Linked DNA regions of Astyanax mexicanus: region 2 is linked to region 1. The links are chromatin contacts, called in public Hi-C maps. All regions are on one chromosome and are shown on one strand. Each heading gives the region's core, a stretch centred on a gene start, on an enhancer-like site or on the middle of the called end of the contact. The rest is flanking DNA. Distances are from core to core; before and after follow the strand shown.

Evidence for each region. A called contact is a pair of places that touch in the nucleus more often than the background predicts.
Region 2: a Hi-C map of blood shows a contact between it and region 1, with 2.7 times the contacts expected there. The contact joins the promoter of pde3b here to the enhancer-like site in region 1. A contact is called at or near these places in 2 of 3 Hi-C or Micro-C datasets (blood and muscle).

The regions. Positions count from the first base shown.
Region 1 is chr16:40,485,630-40,491,077 of AstMex3_surface, reverse strand. The region is part of intron 1 of pde3b (phosphodiesterase 3B); the gene reads left to right. Among protein-coding and RNA genes, the nearest start is that of LOC125782185, 34 kb to the left of the region's middle. Within about 2 kb of position 3,492, the one cell type or tissue checked has an H3K27ac peak away from gene starts, as active enhancers do.
Region 2 is chr16:40,536,428-40,541,748 of AstMex3_surface, reverse strand. It overlaps pde3b (phosphodiesterase 3B), which reads left to right and starts at 3,261. Exons shown (of 16, transcript XM_022670109.2): 1 at 3,261-4,324. The coding sequence starts at 3,359. It overlaps copb1 (COPI coat complex subunit beta 1), which reads right to left and starts at 347. Exons shown (of 22, transcript XM_049465388.1): 1 at 235-347.

The sequences.
Region 1 (5,448 bases), core at 2,243-4,742:
TTTCATTTAAGTAATATATATATATTTTTTTTTTGGGGGGGGGGGGGGGGGGAGGGGGGGGACAATAACATAATTATTTTACACAAGTGTAGCAATAATAATAAAATAAAAAAAAATAATAATAATTTTAATAATAGCACTAATAACAAAAAAATAAGAATTAAAATAAGAACTAAACAAAAATAATGTTTAATGATAAGTTATATTGATTTTTTTTCTTTTTTTATAATAATAATAATAATAATAATAATAATAATAATAATAATACTTTATTACAACAACAAAAATAACTACAATAACTATAACATTAATAACAAAAAAAAGATAACTAAACCAAAAAATAAAATAAAATAAAATAAATGATTAATGATAATAATTTGTATCAGTGAGAGCCGGGTCGTCGGTAGCGGTTCTGAGACGGATGGTGTAGAGCAGCAGGTTAAGTAAACTCTAAAGCAGACAGGAAGGACTCGGGCCGGCTGGAATAAACAGGAAGAAGTGCGCCGGGCCGAGAGCAGCCGCAGGCTTTTCACTCAGCGCTGAATAAAAACCGGAGCCGGGTTAGAACTGCCAGTCCACCTCTCTCACCAGAACACCACAACCTCCACCAACTGAGGCTCTGACGCTTAACGCTTAATAGGTAGAAGTATAGATACTAGAGTTTAATAAAATACTTCTGTAGAAGTTAAAGAAGAATCAACTCAAGCTCAAGGAAAAGTGGTTTTAAAACTACTTAAAGTATAAAAGTAGAAGTAACTACCCTTTCTCCAAAACACATTTTTCTAAAAGCTATAAAGACTATAATGTTAAAATATTAAAATGATAATGTTGAAAACCTTATATTTGGGATACACTAGGCTCCCAATGTTTCTGCTGCATATATGCCCAATTGTAAATGAATGTATTTTATATTTAGTAGAATGTAACTATATATTAAATATATTCTTTAATATATATATATATATATATATATATATATATATATATATATATATATATATATATATATATATATATATATATATATGATAAAGGATATATTAAAGAAGGGTGTGCAGGTGTGATGGATCACAGTATAAACCAATAGGGAGTCGGAATGGTATATTTTTATACTTATATGTTTATACTCTACATCCAATCACAATCAGATTCACTCTGATCTGGATGGAGAGATTTATCTGGATAGAGGTTTTATTGAACGATGAGAAGCCGGAATTTAAAAAAACGAGCTGAAATGAGTAAACAGGAGTAACGAGGCTGTTTTTATTAAAATGTAAGGAGTAGAACGTTCAGATAATTGTGTGAAAATGTAATAAAAAAATAAACAGTCCAGTACAGTAGAGAGAACCTACATTGCAACTTAACCCTCCTATTATGTAAATTTTTTTAGGAACAGCAATGGTGTTCCAGGGTCAGTTTGACCCGCTGCATCTTTAATTATCCAAAAGATAAACTTAAAAACCCCCCAAAAATCCTTACAAGAAGTGTAAATATAATTTTTTTTACTAACTCAATTAGGATAATTCACTCGTTTTTCATTCAAACTTTTTTTAACGTTTCCCTACTTTATTTACTTTTAAAAGACCAACATACAAAACAATAGTTTTACATAACATTGAAACATAACATTGTAATTTTGTTTTAGTTTTTGCAAATATGTGAGATGAACCATTTTCATATTATATGTTCATTAAACTAATTAAGGCAAGCAGAAGAAGTTTTAAACTGAAAAAAATACTTTTAACTATTTTTCCTAGAGCTTCAAACATTAAACCAGGTCAAGTTGACCCGGAACAAAACAGGAGGGTTAAGTACAGTAACAAACGAATGCTACTTTTTTATATATATATATATATATATATATATATATATATATATATATATATATATATATATAAAAGGTCATATCTTGATATTTTGATTATTTTATGAATTTTTACATTGTAAATTTAATATTAAAGACTATATTGAAGCTATTCAGGAACACATGCTGAATTGTTTAGCATTAAACAAACCAGAATGAGTTTTATGCTTTAGATTATTCTAAATAAGTATTACATGTATCTTTGAGGACAGATCTGCAGACTCTTGGTGAGATTTTAATCTCAGTGTCTTCATGAGGGAGAGTCACCTGGAATAGTTTTCTCAGCATCTTGAAGGAAGGAGTTCCTGGAGGTGATGAACAATAGTTGCTGCTAATTTTCCTAATGCTTCCTGATTTTATTAATGGCTGTTAACTAGGTTGAAAAAACATTAATATAAGTCAATAGAAAGAGCAACAGGCAACAGTGGCCTGGATGCTTATCGTACTTTGTCGTTTCCATCAGTCAGCATTAATATATCTAATAAAATAATATAGGAAAGTCACTTTAATATAATTAAGCTAATGTAATATAAGGTTAGCATACACCACGTTATGACACATTATGATTACTGGATAAATCATTAATCTTGGTAGTTAAATGTAGTTAAAAGTTGTCAACATATATGTTAATGCTGACTTATGGAAACCACAAAGATTAACAGTATAAATAAATGTGATCAATGAATCAGTATTTTGCGAATGAAAAATAAGTAATTGTGATAAACGATGTTGTTGTAATTAAACTATTATTATTATTATTATTATTGCGTACGATTATTATGCGAGTTTATTATGGTTATCTTAGTAATCAGTGCACTTTACTGTGAATGTTAATGTTGAAATTATTTTAAGAAATAAAAGTTAATTACTCTTTAAAACTGTTTTAATGTACTTTTATGCTATTATACTATGATTATATCAGTGTCATAAAATGCTTTTAAAATTACAATAATATAATTTATCGCAATTATTTATTTATATGCATTATTTCTAGGACACAATATTGTCCAAACTTAAACAGTTATTATTGTGACTGGTCTAAAAGTTGGAACAGATAAACTGCTTTTAATGTTATCAATATACTGAGTTATTCTATTAGTTGTAAATGTTCTTGCATTTTTATTATTATTATTATTATTATTATTATTATTATTATTATTATTATTATTATTATTATTATTATTATTATTATTATTATTATTATTATTATTTGAGCTCTCTAAACAAATTCATTATCAATTTGTTGTACAAAATATATATTTTTATTATTATGGTTATCTTAGTAATCAGTGCACTTTACTGTGAATGTTAATGTTGAAATTATTTTAAGAAATAAAAGTTCATTACTCTTTAAAACTGTTTTAATGTTTTCTTATGATTATATCATTATCAAAAAATGACAAACATATAGTTTATCGCAATTATTTCTAGGGTAAAATATTGTCCAAACTTAAACAGTTATTATTTTGACTGGTCTAAAAGTTGGACCAAATAAACTGCTTTTAAGCAGTTAGTTATACAGAGTTTTGTATTAGTGTAAATGTTTTTTTGCAATATTATTATTATTATTATTATTATTTTAAGATACTATGCAATACGCTCCACACACACAGTGCTGCAGTGTAAAGCATGAGCTGGGTGGAGGTGGGCGTGAGTCTCAGGGTATTGTCTGGTTCAGTGGCTGGTTCAGTGGCTGGTCTCAGAGGCTGAGGGCTCTGAATGGTAAAAAATGCCATTGTGGGAAAAAGTTCATCATTGACGTAATAGACTTGACCTTCCTCAGCTTGTGGCATTTTTGTTGTTCCTGCAAACACGTGTTTGTCATTATGCAAGCTCCTCGCCGCCTGGCACCGCGCCACCGCTCCAGCCTGCCGCTCGCCCGCGCCGGGGAGAGTGGCAGGTTCCGCGCCGGGTGAGCCGGTGAGCCGCTGATCTGCTCTGAGCTGCGGAGGAACAGTTTAATCTGCTCTGCTTTGTGTTTCTGCAGGACGTTTCCCCAAACATGCTGAAACAGCATGAAGCAATAAATACACTGTATAAATATACTGAAATATTCAGCGTTTAATACACAGATTTACCCCAAATTACAGCACGTCAACTTCTACTACTGGCATTTTCTCTCTTTTTAATGGAGTTTTTATTAAAAAAATAAGATCCAACTAACATCAGTTTAGAGTATAGAGCTTAACATCCCTCAACAAAACACATTAAAAAACATAAAAGAAATAAAGAAATAAAATGAAATGTGCAAAAATCATAAAAAGACATTAAAATACATGTTGAATTATAAAAAAACATGAAAGACTGAAAGAGAAAGAGAGACTGAAAGATAGAAAGAGAGATTGAAAGAAGGAAAGAGAGACCAAAAGACGGAAAGAAACTAAAGGACAGAAAGAGAGACTGAAAGAAAAACACTGAAAGAGATGCAGAAAGACGGAGAGAGACTGAAGGACAGACTGAGAGAAAAAGACTGAAAAAGAGATGCAGGTAGAAAGACTGAAAGACAGAAAGAGATGCTGAAAAATGGAAAGAGACTGAAGGAAAGAAAGAGAGGCTGAAAGATAGAAAGAGAGACTGAAAGAAAAACACTGAAAGGACAAGGACAGACAGAGAAAAAGATTGAAAAAGAGATGCAGGTAGAAAGAGACTGAAGGACAGAAATAGAGGCTGAAAGATGGAAAGAGAGACTGAAAGACAGAAAGAGACTAAGAGAAAAAGACTGAAAAAGAGATGCAGGTAGAAAGACTGAAAGACAGAAAGAGAGGCTGAAAAATGGAAAGAGACTGAAGGAAAGAAAGAGAGGCTGAAGGATAGAAAGAGAGACTGAAAGAAAAACACTGAAAGGACAAGGACAGACAGAGAAAAAGATTGAAAAAGAGATGCAGGTAGAAAGAGACTGAAGGACAGAAATAGAGGCTGAAAGACGGAAAGAGAGACTGAAAGACAGAAAGAGACTAAGAGAAAAAGACTGAAAGAGAGATGCAGAAAGAGAGAGACTGAAAGACATAAAGAGAGACTGAAAGAAAGATGCAGAAAGAAATAAAATCTTTAATAAAAAATCTTCAATAGATAGAGAGACTGAACAAGACGGAAAGAAAGACTGAAAGACTGAAAGTTAGGCTGAAAGACAGAAAAAGAGACTGAAAGACAGAAGGTGAGACTGAAAGACGGAAAGAGACAGAGAGAGACTGAAAGAGACGGAGAGAGACTGAAAAAGACCGACCCAGAGAGAAATTAAAAGACCGAGAGAAAGAATGAAAGAAAGACAGAGAGAGATTGAAAGTGAGAGAGAGAATTAGACAGTGAAAAGAGGAAAGAGAGAGAGAGAGAGTGACAGCAGTCCTGTAGAAAAGCCTGAAGACCTGATTCTGCCCTGCTTGTGTCAGAGCTGCCTGCAGAGGGGGAGGAGCAGCATGTGGAGGGGGCGGGGCAGATGGGAACAGCAAAGGGGTTCTTGGAAGCTCCACATCTGTATGGTGGGGGTGTGGGGGGGGGGGCATGGCGGGACAGAGAGGCAGGGAAGGCTGTAGAGAGTGCCAGCTGTGACGGGGGTGGGCACGGCTGGAAGGCACGGCGCCGGGTTG
Region 2 (5,321 bases), core at 2,012-4,511, 51 kb before region 1:
TACGCAGGGAATAAAAACAATATGATATTTGTTGGTAACTTAGCTAGCTAAATAGTTAGCTAGGTTAGCATTAGCATTAGCTGCTGGTGGTGGTGGCGTCTACGTGGATGTAGAGCGTTAGCTGTGCTCCGTGGCCGCGGTCAGTCAGCGCGCTGCGAACGGTGTGAAATAAAGCATTAAAACTGCGTTACCGCGCTGTTTTAAAGATTCAGAGCTGAACGCGGGTTCCAGTACCTGTTCAGCGGGTCGGCGCTCCTCTCCTGCCCGGGTCTGCGCTCTCCTCTCCGGCTCTGATTCAGCTCAGGATCCGAGTGACGTGGAGCTTCAGAGACCCGGCCACATCAACACTGTACAGGAAGAGCAAGGCGGACCAATCAGAGACGTGGAGGGAACGGGGCCGCGTCCTCAACCACACAGCACGGCCGCGTCACAATTCAATATTGTACACCAATAGTGTACTGAAACACAGTACCAAAAGTAAAAGAATTTAGACACACATTACACCTCTTCTCATTCCATGTGTTTTCTTTCTTATATATATATTTTTAAACATTTAAATTTATTTTATAAACAAAAAATATCAAATGTTATTAAATAAACTAGAATGTTTATATTTTTATATATGTATTGTTGCTATCCAATGAAAAACATGTTTCTCCAAAAATAAAATCTTAGTTTTCACTGAAAATCAAAATTTCAGTTCATACTGAACAGGTACGCTAAATGGCTAGCTAATTCAGTCAGGTAATTTATCACAAACACTAGGTTATCTTACTAGGCACTGGTGTTTAAATTAATTTTTAAAATGTAGTGTTCACATTTATATTAGTGATCTGTGTGCAGCTGGAATAACAATTCTGGTGGACTACATATGGGCTAGTGGACTACCGAGTGGACTACAGAGTATGCTAGTGGACTACAAAGTGGAATAATGGACTACAGAGTGGAATAATGGACTACTGAGAAGTTCATCCCAGAAAATTTATTTTGTTTCATTTATCAATATATTTTGACACACTGTAAGGGACAGTTTGTGTTTGCAAATTATGTAGTAAACTAAAAAAACAACAAAAATGGAGATACTTGTTTTACATTGGACAGCAACTATCAAACACATTATGGTGAAACTGGCACTCATCAGCACCGCCCGAGGAAAGGAAGAGCAAGAGTTCCATCGGTTGCACAGGATACACCATCAGAGCTACCAGCCTCAGAAACCTTAGAGTATTTTGTTTTTTCTTACAATGCAAATGTAATATTGAAGATTATATTAAAGCTATACAAAATCACATACTTAATTATTTAGTTTAAAAAGTGTTAAATATACCAGTAACACATTTCTCTTGAGGATAGATCTGCAGACTCTTGGTATTTTAATCTCAGTGTCTTCATGAGGGAGAGTCCCCTGGAATAGTTTTTTCAGCATCTTAAAGGAAGGAGTTCCTGGAGGTGCTGAACAATAGTTTTACGCTGTGAAGATCCTGCTCATCTTAATTAAATCACGTCAAATCACCATCTCAGTTAATCAGAGGGGATTGTGGAGGATAAACACTGTTTTGCTGTTTACTACATAATTCTATATGCATCCCTTAATTGTTTTAATGTATTTAAAGGATCAATATGCAATTTATTTATCAGATATTAAGGAAACATGCTGAGTGAAAGCATTGGCAGCTCTTGTTAGCAGGGCTTCAGCCAGTACATTCCTATTTTAAGTGTTCGGTCTACTTCGCCTACAGGTATATCAGTGGCACAGCAAATGAGTTAGCTAGCAGGGCTGGTTCAGTTAAACCTCAGCTGCTACACAGCTTAAAAAACTCAGCATGTCTCAAAAAAGCTCAGTAACCAAAGAAGGAATAAAACAAGAGTGAATATTGGCAGTGAGTTCGAAAGCTGGGGAAGACTTTGAGTTCAAAAAGACTATAAGACCAACCCAGAGCTGCTACTTTTCTCCTGAACAGGTAAGCTAAATGGCTAGCTAATTCAGTCAGTTAGTTTATCACAAACACTAGGTTATCTTACTAGGCACTGGTGTTTAAATTAATGTTAAAAATGTAGTGTTCACATTCATATCAGTGATCTGTGTGCAGCTGGAATAACAACGCTGGTGGACTACCTATGGGCTAGTGACTACCCAGTGGACTACAGAGTGTACTAGTGGACTACAGAGTGGAATAGTGGACGACAGAGTGGAATAGTGGACTACTGAGAAGACTATTGGACTACCGAGTTGACTAGTGGACTAGTGGGTTAGTAAACTACCGAGTGAACTAGTGGAAAACCAAGTTGCCTAATTGACTATTAGACTATTGAGTTATAAATAAATAAATAAGTAATGACCTACTGTCCCAAAATAATGAATTAGTATCTTAAAATACTGACTTACTATCTTAAAATAATGACTTACTATATCGACATAATGAATAAGTATCTCAAAATAGTCGTTTAGTTAATAAAAATAAAAAATTGGTATTTTAGGTGATGGGAATGGGATTTCCTATAAAAAAGAAAAAAGTTTTTACACAGTATTTATCAGTAAATTTACAGAAAAATATCTGTTTTGATACAGACCGACAGTAAAGTAACAGATTTTTTTAAAGTAGTGAAACTGACAGTCCATTTGCCTTTTTTTTTTACAGAAGGATTTTTACAGTGTATACTCAACACTGGGATAATTGTAACAGTGGACAGTAACTGTATTTAACCGTATCAACTTTGCAACCTGTACATATTTCATAAAACTACTTACAATACAATACAAAAACGTTTCAGTGCTTGACACACTGGAGTTTATGATACAGCAAATTGGAAGTTCCAGTCATGTGTAATTGTTGTTTTTTGTATTTATTGGAAAAAAAAACACAAAACGTGCAGCAACCATCCCTGTCTCTGGTCTTTCCTACATTAGTGTAACTTAGTGGTTCTATTTCGTTACTATACATCTCTTAAAATGCATAAACTAGTAGCAGAAAGCAATGCATATACTGTAGTTGCATGGGGTGTCCAGAAGTATTTGGACACGTGCACAGTCTGCACAGTACACACACACACACACACACACACACACACACACACAGTGCAGTTATAGTGCTGTATCTGATATATCCTCTAGACGGTGCAGTGGAGCTCCCTGCCTGCCTTCTTTCTCTCTTTACAAGAAAAGCCCTCAGAACCACAACAACAACATTTCACCTTCTTTTCCTGCTCGGGAGCCAAAATGCTGGAGCCCGTTTGAGCGAACATGGAGCGCGTTCGCCCGTCGAGTGCGAGAACCGTCGGTGGCGGCGCGAGGAAACTTTAAACACACGCGGAGAAAAGAGAGCGAGGAGGAGGAAGGAGGAATACCGAGAAACCGAGCATGGCAGTCCGGGAGGACGGAGAGCTGCTCCAGCGCGGCGGGAAGAACAGCGGCAGACAGCAGCAGCAAGACGGAGCCGCCACTGCCACCGCCACCGTCACCTCCACCGAGAGCCTGAGGAACGGCTACGTGAAGGGCTGCGTGACGCCGCTGAAGCAGGACGGCGAGCGGGGGCTGCTGGCTCACGCGTGCCGCCTGTGCGGCGCCTCGGAGCCGCTGCGGGCCTGGGCGGCCTGCGCTGGCGGAGCCCTGGCCGCGCTGGTCGCCGCTCTGGCCGCCGCGTGGCTGCTGCTGTTAGCGGCAGCTGCTTCTCCAGCCTCCCCGTCTCGCTGGAGCTCGGCAGCGGCGGGGCTGCGGGAGTTCGCGGGCGACGCGTGGCACTCCGCGAGCCCGCTGTTCAGCATCGGCTGCGCCTACTTCTTCCTCACGCTGTACCTGCGGCGGGCGGAGCGGGAGAGCGGCCGCGGCTGGCTGCTCGCCCTGCCCGCCTCCTGCCACCTCGGGGACTGGCTGCTGGCGCGGTTCGTGGAGGACGGGGAGAGGGATTCGGACGAGGAAGCCCCGGTGGTGGCGGCGGCGAGCCGGCTGCCGCTCGCTCTGGCCTGTGCCGGCCTGCTGACGCTGGCCCCCGCGGCTCTCCGGCTCCGCCACAGCGTGCTGGCGCTGGCCCTGGCCGCCGCCGCCTGGCTAGTGGCGCTCGGGGGGCTGGGACGCGTGCCCCCCGCGCTCAGGCCTGCCCTCGCCGCCCTGGCGGGAACCGGGGGCGCCGCGCTGGCTCTGGGCTTCGAGCGGCGCTACCCGGCGCGGCAGGCCGTGAGCAGCGCGGGGACCGAGGAGAAGGTGCCGGTGGTGCGGCCGAGGAGGAGATCGAGCTGCGCGGCGCTGGGGGAAGCGGCCGGGGGCTGCTACGGAGGAGCCTGGAAGATGCCCCGGAGGCCCTCGCTGCCCTGCATATCCAGAGAACAGGTGAGATAACAGTTACAACATATGCTGGGGTATTATTTTATATTATATTATTAGCATTACTATTATTATTATAAACATAATTGTTTATTTAGATTGTCACGTGGCTATAAGCTGTATCGTGGTTGGTTGTGTTTGGCACTGATAGGTCAAGAGTGAGTTTTCCCTCGGTTGTTTTGGTAAACTTTAAAATATTTAAAATATGTGTAGTAACTTATGGTGGGGCTACTATATATTGTTGGGCTACTTCTCTGCTACAGTGATGGAAACAGAGTCAGTGTTGCCAATAATATATAAAACAATACATGTAAATACAGTGAATACAAATTATTTTATTAGTATTAATAATAATATAATCATATTTGTTTATTTAGCTTGGCACGTGGCTATAAGCTGTTTGGCCAAGAGTGAGTTTTTCCTTGGTTGTTTTGGTAAACTTTAAAATGTAAATCTTTTTAGTAATAGTACTATATGGTAGTATTGTTGGGCTACTTCCCTAGTACAGTAATAGAAACAGAGCCAATAAGGCCAATAATATATAAAACAGTATTTACAAAAATACAGTTGCTGTGGTTAACTGGTAAATGGAACTTCTATGCAGTTCTATTAACCTTAATTATTACAATTATTTTATTTCTGTAGCAATACAGGGAGGTACTTTAAACAATACAAGGCCAGTAGGTAAAGCACAAGACTATGCACAAGTGTGCATAGAGAAAATACAAAAATACAACAGGTGAGGGACATGTGGGGTTGTTTCTGTTACTAGTAGTAGTATTATTGTTGTTGTTATACGTATTTGTTTGGCTCGCTGTATCGTGGTTGGTTGGGTTTGGCACTGTATAACCAAGCTTGTTTTGGTAAACTGGAGGTAATTGCACTTCTATTCACTATCAATCAACTTTATTATTATTATTTTACTCTAATACTGGGCAGTACTGTTGTGCTACTTCTGTGGTACAGTGATATAAACAGAGACAATACGTTTCCCTCGTTTGTT